Regions from separate parts of the Gossypium hirsutum genome. Here region 1 is linked to region 2. A link is a contact called in public Hi-C data. All regions are on one chromosome and are shown on one strand. Each heading gives the region's core, a stretch centred on a gene start, on an enhancer-like site or on the middle of the called end of the contact. The rest is flanking DNA. Distances are from core to core; before and after follow the strand shown. Region 1 holds the start of LOC107945895 (PAP-specific phosphatase HAL2-like). Region 2 holds the start of LOC107962286 (helicase-like transcription factor CHR28).

The links. A called contact is a pair of places that touch in the nucleus more often than the background predicts.
Region 1: a contact with region 2 is called in a Hi-C map of leaf, with 1.6 times the contacts expected there. The contact joins the promoter of LOC107945895 here to the promoter of LOC107962286 in region 2. A contact is called at or near these places in 2 of 34 Hi-C or Micro-C datasets (callus and leaf).

Annotation. Positions count from the first base shown.
Region 1 is chrA06:91,722,610-91,727,225 of Gossypium_hirsutum_v2.1, reverse strand. It overlaps LOC107945895 (PAP-specific phosphatase HAL2-like), which reads left to right and starts at 3,232. Exons shown (of 3, transcript XM_016880047.2): 1 at 3,232-3,764; 2 at 4,561-4,616. The coding sequence starts at 3,395.
Region 2 is chrA06:91,211,555-91,215,964 of Gossypium_hirsutum_v2.1, reverse strand. LOC107962286 (helicase-like transcription factor CHR28) reads left to right here and starts at 1,288. Exons shown (of 12, transcript XM_041115684.1): 1 at 1,288-1,771; 2 at 2,267-2,342; 3 at 2,465-2,791; 4 at 2,916-4,000. The coding sequence starts at 1,520.

The DNA.
Region 1 (4,616 bases), core at 1,983-4,482, 510 kb before region 2:
AATGGTTTTATTTAAATATTTAAAATATAGTTTATATATTCTAATTAAATTTTATAAATAATTAATATTAATTACTTAGAAATATTTAAATTTAATATTTCATATATTAAAAAATATTAACAATAAGTTATAATAAATCATTTTTTATATTCTTGCTAAAATATCATAATATTAACTAATTTGAACATTATTTAAATGTCTATTTGTTACCTTATAATATCATGCCTAAAATGGATATTTTATTTCTCAAAAGCACTTTTTGACAACACTTTTTAAAAATACTTTTCAAAAACAATGCTAAACTAGCCTCAAGACAAGTGTACCTATCAATTAATAGTATAGCTATGATAAGTACATATATCGTTCCCTCAAGGACTACAATTACTAGTAATTATCACCTTTTTAGTATTTAACCTAACATTTTAAAGGGTCAATTAAAATTTAAAATAAACTATCTAAATTAACTAATGAACGCACCAAAGAATAAAGCACAAACACAGTCAAATAGCAACCAAGTGACAAAATAATACCTAAATAAGAATCCACCTAGATTTCATCTATAATTCTCAATCTAATTTATGCAACTTCTTTTCTTAGTTTTTCTATCCGTAGAAATTCCTAATTTATGCTAATATCTCTTTCGAGCAAAAGAGCAACTAACTCTAGGTTGATTTTTCTTTATAATTAAAACGCTTATTATTGCATTAATTCGCTTTATGAATCCCCTTATTAGATTTGACTATAATCTAGTAGATTTATGTTGTCCTATTTATAGGATTACATGCAATTCCATTCAATAATGCATGATCTAATATCAAGAAGGGTTTATTCAACCTTAGACTTAAGCACATCGAACATAGATCAACACTGTAGAATTATCAACCCAAGAACAATTAAGTATTTCATAATTGAAAACAAAGAAACTAAGGTTTTATTGCATAAAACTAGAAATCAAACAATAAAATCCATCTTAGGATTTATCTCCCCTAGGTATTAAGAAAATTAGTTCATACTTACAAAAGTAAACACCAAAAATACAATACAACCACCAAAATAAAAGAAAACCATGATAACTCCCTTGAAAATCAACTTGGACTCTTGAATCCTAATGAAAAATTGCTTAGAAATCGGTTTCAATAGTATTCGTTGGGTAATTTTTGTGCTATCTCTTGATGGTTGCCTATTCCCTCATTTATGTCCTTATTTATACCTTTTAAAGTGTCAAAAAAACCTAAAAATTGCAGCTTTCAGTTGTTAGTGCACACGGGTCCCAAGATCAACATGCCCTAGACACACGGTAGCTTGGATTGCCCGTGTGAAACTTTGTTGCATGTGTACAACTTTTGGAATACTCCAATCAGGGACGAAGCTAGAAAATTTTTTTAGGGGGCCGAAATAAAATTTTAATTTTTAATAGTTTGTATCTTTATAATTTTTAAAAGGTTAAATCAATTTTTTTATAATTTTAGGGGGGCAAAATGAAATTTTACCTTTACAAATTTAATTTTTTAAATTTTCTAAAGGGCATAAATAGTAATTTTCCATTTTAGGAGGCCGGGGCCTCTATCAGCCCCCCTAAATTTGCCTCTGGCTCCAATGTTCTAATTTCCATTGTTTTTCACTCATGTTGTTCCCAAATGCCCTATTAAGCATCAACACATGAATATTAAGACTATATAATTCATAATTAATGTCACATAATCACCTAAAAATGCACAAAGAATGAGGCTAAATTTTGTTACTTTTGACACTTATCAGTTTTTAGAATCAGACTGATGGTCGAACCAATCAGGCTACAAGTATGCCAGTTTGACTGGTATGTCCAGTTCAATTAAATAAAACATTGAAAAAAAATCAGTTCAACCGTTTGATTCCCAAGTCAACTGATCTAATGGCTTTCTTTGGACAAATAACCTTATTGATTTCAATCTAATTATTTTGATCAATCCTATCCTAATCAAGTTTTCATGGTCTTTTTTAAAATTCCTATATGTTTATATCAAATTTATTATTTTAATATTTGTATTTTTTATGATTTTTGTATAGTTATGCATTTTTAAATATGTTATATTAATTTTATAAAAAATTAATGATTTATTAGATATTTTGTATTTTATAATATTGATAAGTTTGTATTATTTTTTATAAGTTTACATAAAATTTAATATTTATAAATTTCTATTCTTTTATAAAATTTTTTAATGATTTTTAATTATTCTTATAACAAAATATTAGATTAAAATAAAAGTTATCATATGTTACTGTATGATTGGTCTATTAATTCATTTTAACAATTAACGTAATCAATGACGAAAATTATTAACGCCATGGTTGAATTAAAAATTTATTTTTAACAAGAATTTAATATTTTTGACTATCTATGAATAGATTTTTGACATATAATTGTTTTTTTTAATACAGCTGAGGTTGAATAAAATTGAAGTTTGGATTTCAAAAATAAATGTGTGAAGCATTTAAGTTGAATTAAATATAAAAAAAAAATGTTACCGCTTAAGGCTATCTTTTATCAACACCACTTTGATTAACTTCAAACGTATTGATGAAATCATGATGACACCCAAAAGCAAAGAATTATTGCCCTGGTATTTAAGAGTACTAACGTTGAAAACGCTTGCAAGCTTCTACCTTGGGATGATAGACCACCAATATCAAGAGAGACCCATCCATGATGCTAATCACCATTTAACGCCTTCTTTATCATTACTTTAAGCTCAATTAACGAGGAAAACTGAGAAGGAAACATTTACTGACGAATGCAGTGGAAACTATTCAAAATCAAAGCTGCTGCTCTCCATTACTACAACACCCTGTTTCTCCATTACTTTTGACACAAAACAGGATCATCCCCTAGTAAGACAACACTCTGGATGGCACTCAAATCAGGGTTTTCCACCCCTTCACTTTTTTTTGGATTTAAAATTGAAGTCTAGTTATTATCCTTCCTTAAAATTAGTTTTATTAAATTTATCAATTAATATTTTAAAATTTAAAAAAAATATTAAAATTATTAATGTATTAATGACATTAATTAATTATTGTCGAAAAAATTATATATAATCATGTAACATTTTAATAAAAAAGAAGATATTAAAAGTTAAAATATAAATATTAAATGTGAGAATAATCAAAATGGTTAAAGAGAAGAGAGAGATGTGAATGCAGACTTTTGGTTTATATATAGTGTTATTGGTTCTGAGTTGAAAATCTCATTGCAATGAGAGATTGAGATATTATATGCAGAAATTTACACCCAACCTGAGTGTAATTTGTCTCACAATTACAATAAACCATTATCTGTTTTATTTGTTTTTATATTTATAGGTCTCCTCAACGCAAAACAAAGAAGAGAGCGAGAGTATCTAATCATTTCCAAATGCCTTTAAATTGCTCAACCCTTGGTTTCAGAGTCCCCCATCTCCTGCCACAAACCAACTACATAGCTTCCACTACCTACGTGGGAAGCTGCTTCCCTACGCATAGGACAAAAACCCACCCACACAACTTCCACATTGTTTCTCAGTTAAAGTCTAACCAAAACTTCTCTTCTTCTTCTTCTTCTTCTTCTTCCTCAGTAATGGAAGAGCAGAGAGAGCTTGTTGTTTCACCAGCTCAAGCACAAGAAGCATATGCCAAGGAATTGGATGTCGCTATCAGGGCTGTTCAAATGGCCTCTTCTCTCTCTCTCAATCTTCAACACACTTCACTTCATTCCAAACATGACAACTCTCTTCTCACTCTGCCAGGTACATCAATCACCTTTTCTTTCCTTTTAACTCTGCATCTTGGGTGGTTAAATGTAACCCAGAACGTGGATACTTCCAGTACAAGGTACAAAGAACTAAAATACCATTCACTATTTCTATAACATGTAATTTTCGATCTATTTAGCAAGAATGAAATACGATTTATTGGACATAAAATTTTGGGGAATTTGCGCATATAGTTTGTGTTTATGTGAACCCAATTTTACATAAATAAATTTCGAAATTTGTCAAGTTTTACTTTATACTTTTATATTATATTATATGCTGATACAATCAGATTTACAAATTTGGATCACTAGTGTTTCTATGTACCAATTCAAAGTTAATGATTTTTAGTACAAGCTGAAATTGATATATGAGGATAATTGCTGCGTTGCCAATGTTTTGTTGACAAATAAGGGGTCATGAAAAGGATTTGATGCCTACAGTTAAAATGCTGACCACATCTCTCATTTAATTGGGCCTTAAAATTTTGAGTGGGAGAAACTATTCCTGGTCACCCATTACGTGTGGAGCAATGCCTGAGAATGGAGAGATCAGTAGGTCCATTAACATACCCTAACTTCAATCCCATAACAAATTGATGGCCATTCAATGAAGTACTATGTTACTCGTATTTGGATGGATACATGTCTAACATGAGTTTATTAAACTTTTTTCCAACTATTTTTTCATCTGCTTGAAGATCCTTGGAAAGTCATATCCCCACACTTCTATTTCCTTGCTTATGCTTGCAAAATCCATCTTAGATTAACCAAAGATTCCTACTTTCTAGATTGGAGCGTTCATGCAGCGGTAAGCTGGATACTTTCTGAATCCTTCGGCTGCCAA
Region 2 (4,410 bases), core at 39-2,538:
TTAATGTTAAGTTTGTTTAATCTTGAATAATAGTTAATATTTAATACACTGATAATGTATAATTCTATGCATCATCGGTTACTGAAATAATGACACATCATCATAAAATTTTAAAGCTAAATTAATTAAAATTCATTTTTAGCGATGTATCACCTCTTTATTCAATTGTGATGTATATATTATTCATGCATGAAATATTAATATTTAGAAAAAAACACATTTAGAAATAATAATTGTGAAACATCCAATTTTAAGAAAAAAAATGCAAAAAAAGAACCCGATTGATATTATATTAGTTTAATGAGTATATTAACACACATGTAGAACTCCTCTAACTCTCTTACCAACTATGTTTTTTGTTTTTATAAAAAGGTAATTATTTAATATTAATTATTATTAAAAAATACAAGTTGCTCCAACTTTATTTTGTCTTGTCTTCAAAAAAAAAAATGGAAGAAGTCAACAATGGCTTACAGTTCTGTTTTCACCACAAAAGACCTGCATAAAAACAAAGAATAATAGGAAGCAAGTTACTAAGAATATCGAGGAAAGAAAAAAGCTTATGTTTCCATAGCTTTTTCATTTATTTGACTTACATTAAAAGAAACAATGATTATTGATATTTTAAGATATGATACCTAATGATGCGTTTAACATAATGTTATTGTTTTTAATGTAGCACATCATGTTTTTCACGTAGAGGACAATCCCGTTGTTATGTAAATCTGAAATTGATGAAAAGTAAGAGAAAGAGCGCGATCCGAAGCGACGTAAATTCCCCGACATCCACCCACGAAATCTCCGGTTCTTCCTAGGTAAATTTAATTGGGAATAATTTTATCTTCTTTTTATATCAAATAAGCTCTTTTTACAATGCTTTAATCAAAACTAAATTGTAACACTGAGAAAATCAAATGAAATGGTTTGTTGAGACGATTTATATCTATCTTTGTAATCAGATAAGTATAAATTATCTTCTAACCAAAATCAAATCTAATCGCTAATTCACGGTGTTTTTTTTTTTGGGCATCCATAGTCATCCTTGTACAAATCACGCGCCAAAAATCAAATCATGCGCGTTTTACTCGCGTGTCTCTTGCACCGACTTCCGCAACTTCGCTATAAAATCATCCTAAATAAAAAAAAGTAAAAAAGAGAGTACAATACGACGTCGGATCCTTGATTGACACCCCTCTTATTGTCTTCTCCGCGCCGTCCTCCGTCCTACCGAAGAAATTGAGACAATTTATTTATTTAAGATAATATATAAATTTTTTTATATAAATGGGAAACTCTAAAATTAGTCTGCGCAAAAGTCTTTCTACAATAACCAATCCTTATTTAATCCCAAAAAGGAGCCACCGCATTCTTTCACGATTCTCTTACATTTGTTTTTTCTTTACAAAAAGTCGCATCTAATTTTAAGACCGCCAACGCCAACTGTCGAGGAAACTTCTCTCTAATTTCTTCGTTGAAGTGATGCGATCCGTGTTGATTGGATCCAATACTTTGTTTCTTTATGTCCGGTAAATCGGCTGGGTTTCACAACTGCTTTTTTTTAGGGTTTCTAAAAGCAAGTAAGGGTTCTCGGTTTCTTTCTTCTTGTTTGATGTTGATGATGGGGGAAGATAACCGCAATGATAGCTTCGGAATCTTGTCAAGTGGCGATCTCTCGGCTGATTATAAGTTTGATGATTTCGTTGGGGATGGTATGTGCATCGATCTCGACAGCATCAATCGTATTCTTGAGGAGAACTCTGATCCTCCGCAGGTAGTTACTTTCTTTTGCGGTTTAATTTGGCGCCACTTTTAGGGTGTGGAGTGTGAAGATTTTAGTGGAATCCTACTCCTTAATTGTGAAATTTTGAAAGGGAATTTGTTGTATAGATCACGTACTCTTCATTGGAAAGCCTAGGAAATGAGTCAATGGTTGCTTATTTTAGCTGATTTTTTGAGAACATAGTTCATAGCTTGTTTGAGATTGAATGAAATTAAACTTACTTTATTTGGAACTATTGCATTCTACTATGATTATTTTGGAATTTATTTAACTCAAGTACTTCCTTGCTTAATTTGTGAATCTGGAATCCAAATTCATCTCATAAATTGTAATTGACTTTGCGTACTTTCACTCTTAAACTCGAGGTTATAGATTGTGGAACTGATATTTCATGGCTTTTTGTTAGCCCTTGTTTCTCGGTAAAAGTTCAATCTCGTTTTCTATTCTTTTACTAGATAGGTTATTCTTTCTTTTGTTAAATTGCAGAGTAATCCAGAAGAACCATCGCTTAGAAATATGTCTCAAGGGGACTCGGATCTTGAATCCATCCAGCTTCAAAGTGGTAAAATTTCTTTGCACAAAAATTTTTCTAAGTTTCTGTTTTTTATATATATAATGAAAATTTGATGATATTTCCTTGCTTGGGGTTTGAAGAATCGCCTTGCTCGGGGTTTACTTTTGCAGATTGTTTAAGAAATAATTCCGATGATTCAGATGCTAGGGCAGGGTCTGCTGGTGGCTCCTTTTATTATCATGGGAATTTAGAACTCTCTGCACATGATTGTTCACCGGTCCAAACATCCTCTGCAAGTTTTAAAGAGTGGTCTGCAATTTGTCAAGGGACCTCCTACAGAGAGAGAGTTGAGATTCCCAGCTGTAGTACAGCATCTAGTTTTTCTGAGATAGATGGCAACCATGTGTTAGATCATGGAGATAATTTAAGATTTGATCTTGTGGATGATAAAACTAGCTCATTGTTCATGAATACTAGAGAGGAGTTCGGCTACAAAAGTACGTTACCCACTTGCTACTTCAATCTAAACATTGTCATTAGTTGTACATTTTGAAATTTTTTCCTATTGCTGTGCTCGAGTTTTTTAGTGGAAATGCTGACTCTTGTTTACTGAATATTCAGATGCTTTGCACAGCCCTGCTGATGAGAATACAAACTTAATATTTGATCAGTATGATCCCTGTTCAGTTATAAGTTGTTACATGAATGGAGATGATGCATATTTTGCTGATTCCTCAATGCAACACTCGCCTGGTTCCCTAAATTTTATGTTTGATGAAAGTAAGGAGGGTGAAGTTGTGGAATTTCCCACTGAGAGTGCATGCTCCAGTAGTAGGATAATATTCAATTCTCAGGGTGAGATTGATAATAGGTCTGTATCACAGCTCTCAATGAATGGTTTCTCTGATGTAAAGAAACATCATTTTGAAGGTGAAGGGAATGGACATGTTTTACCAGCCTATGGAAAATTTTCATACACTGCCAATGATGGACTCTTTGATGACAAAGGTTCGCTGCAGCCATTCACTCATTCTCAACCTTGCATTTCAAATAACAAACAAGCAGTTTATGGAAAGAATGAAGATAACAAACTGATCACATCTGGCAATATTTTCTCCCATTCTGCTGAACCTTTAGATGAAGCTAGCTGGAGAAAGTCTACTAACAGGGTTGCTGAGTCATTATCTCTTGACGAAGCCTCAAAGCAGTCATCTGATATTTATCCTTCTATATCAAATCAGGATTTTGTGGTTAATGGCAAGGATGCTCATCATTACAATCATGACATTAATCTAAATGTTAGTAGTCAATCTTTCTTCAGTGAGAGACATTTAAATTTAACTTCCCCAGAGCACTATTTTTCCGGTGCATACCCAATTACTTCAAGCAAGATGCAGTTAGGTTGTTTTCAGGATGAAAGAGAGAATAAGTTCATTCCTTCAAGGAGTATGGGTCTTTCAAAAGTCAGTCCTGAATCTATTCATAGCAGTTCATCAGATTGCAGATCCCATGTTGATGATGACCCTGATATATGCATTCTTGAAGACATTAGTCAACCTGCCCGGTCAAACCAATCTCTGGTGCTTGTGAAGAAGACTTCAAGTTTGCCGAATACTACATCTAGTACTCAGCTTCATAACCCAGGAATAGGAGGTATCAGGCTCAAGGGAAATGATGAACAGTTAATTTTTCGGGTTGCATTGCAGGTTAGTGCTACTTGTTTGAGATTGCACTGTTTCTTGCTTTTATGGACTGGTGAATCAAAAGAATTTGGTTAAATTTCTGGGGATTTTGACCATTACAGTGCACTTTGCATAACTGGCTAAGAAGAAACTGTCTTTGGCTTATTTTGTGTTATATCTTTATTTAGGTATGTGTTATCTTTTACCTGAAGAAAAATTGTCATCTTTTAGGGAGTGGTTGAATGAAATAGTGCCCCTAATGTTTTACTGGTCTCTTCGAAAGAATTCTACTTCCTAAACATGCGAACTTATTGTCTCTGACTGCCAAAAATGTTAATTATTATCTGTTATATAGTGGCTAAATATAATAGGGTCTTAATGATATGCCAGTCAGTTTGATGGAACCATGATTTGATAAATACTTCCAATACTTC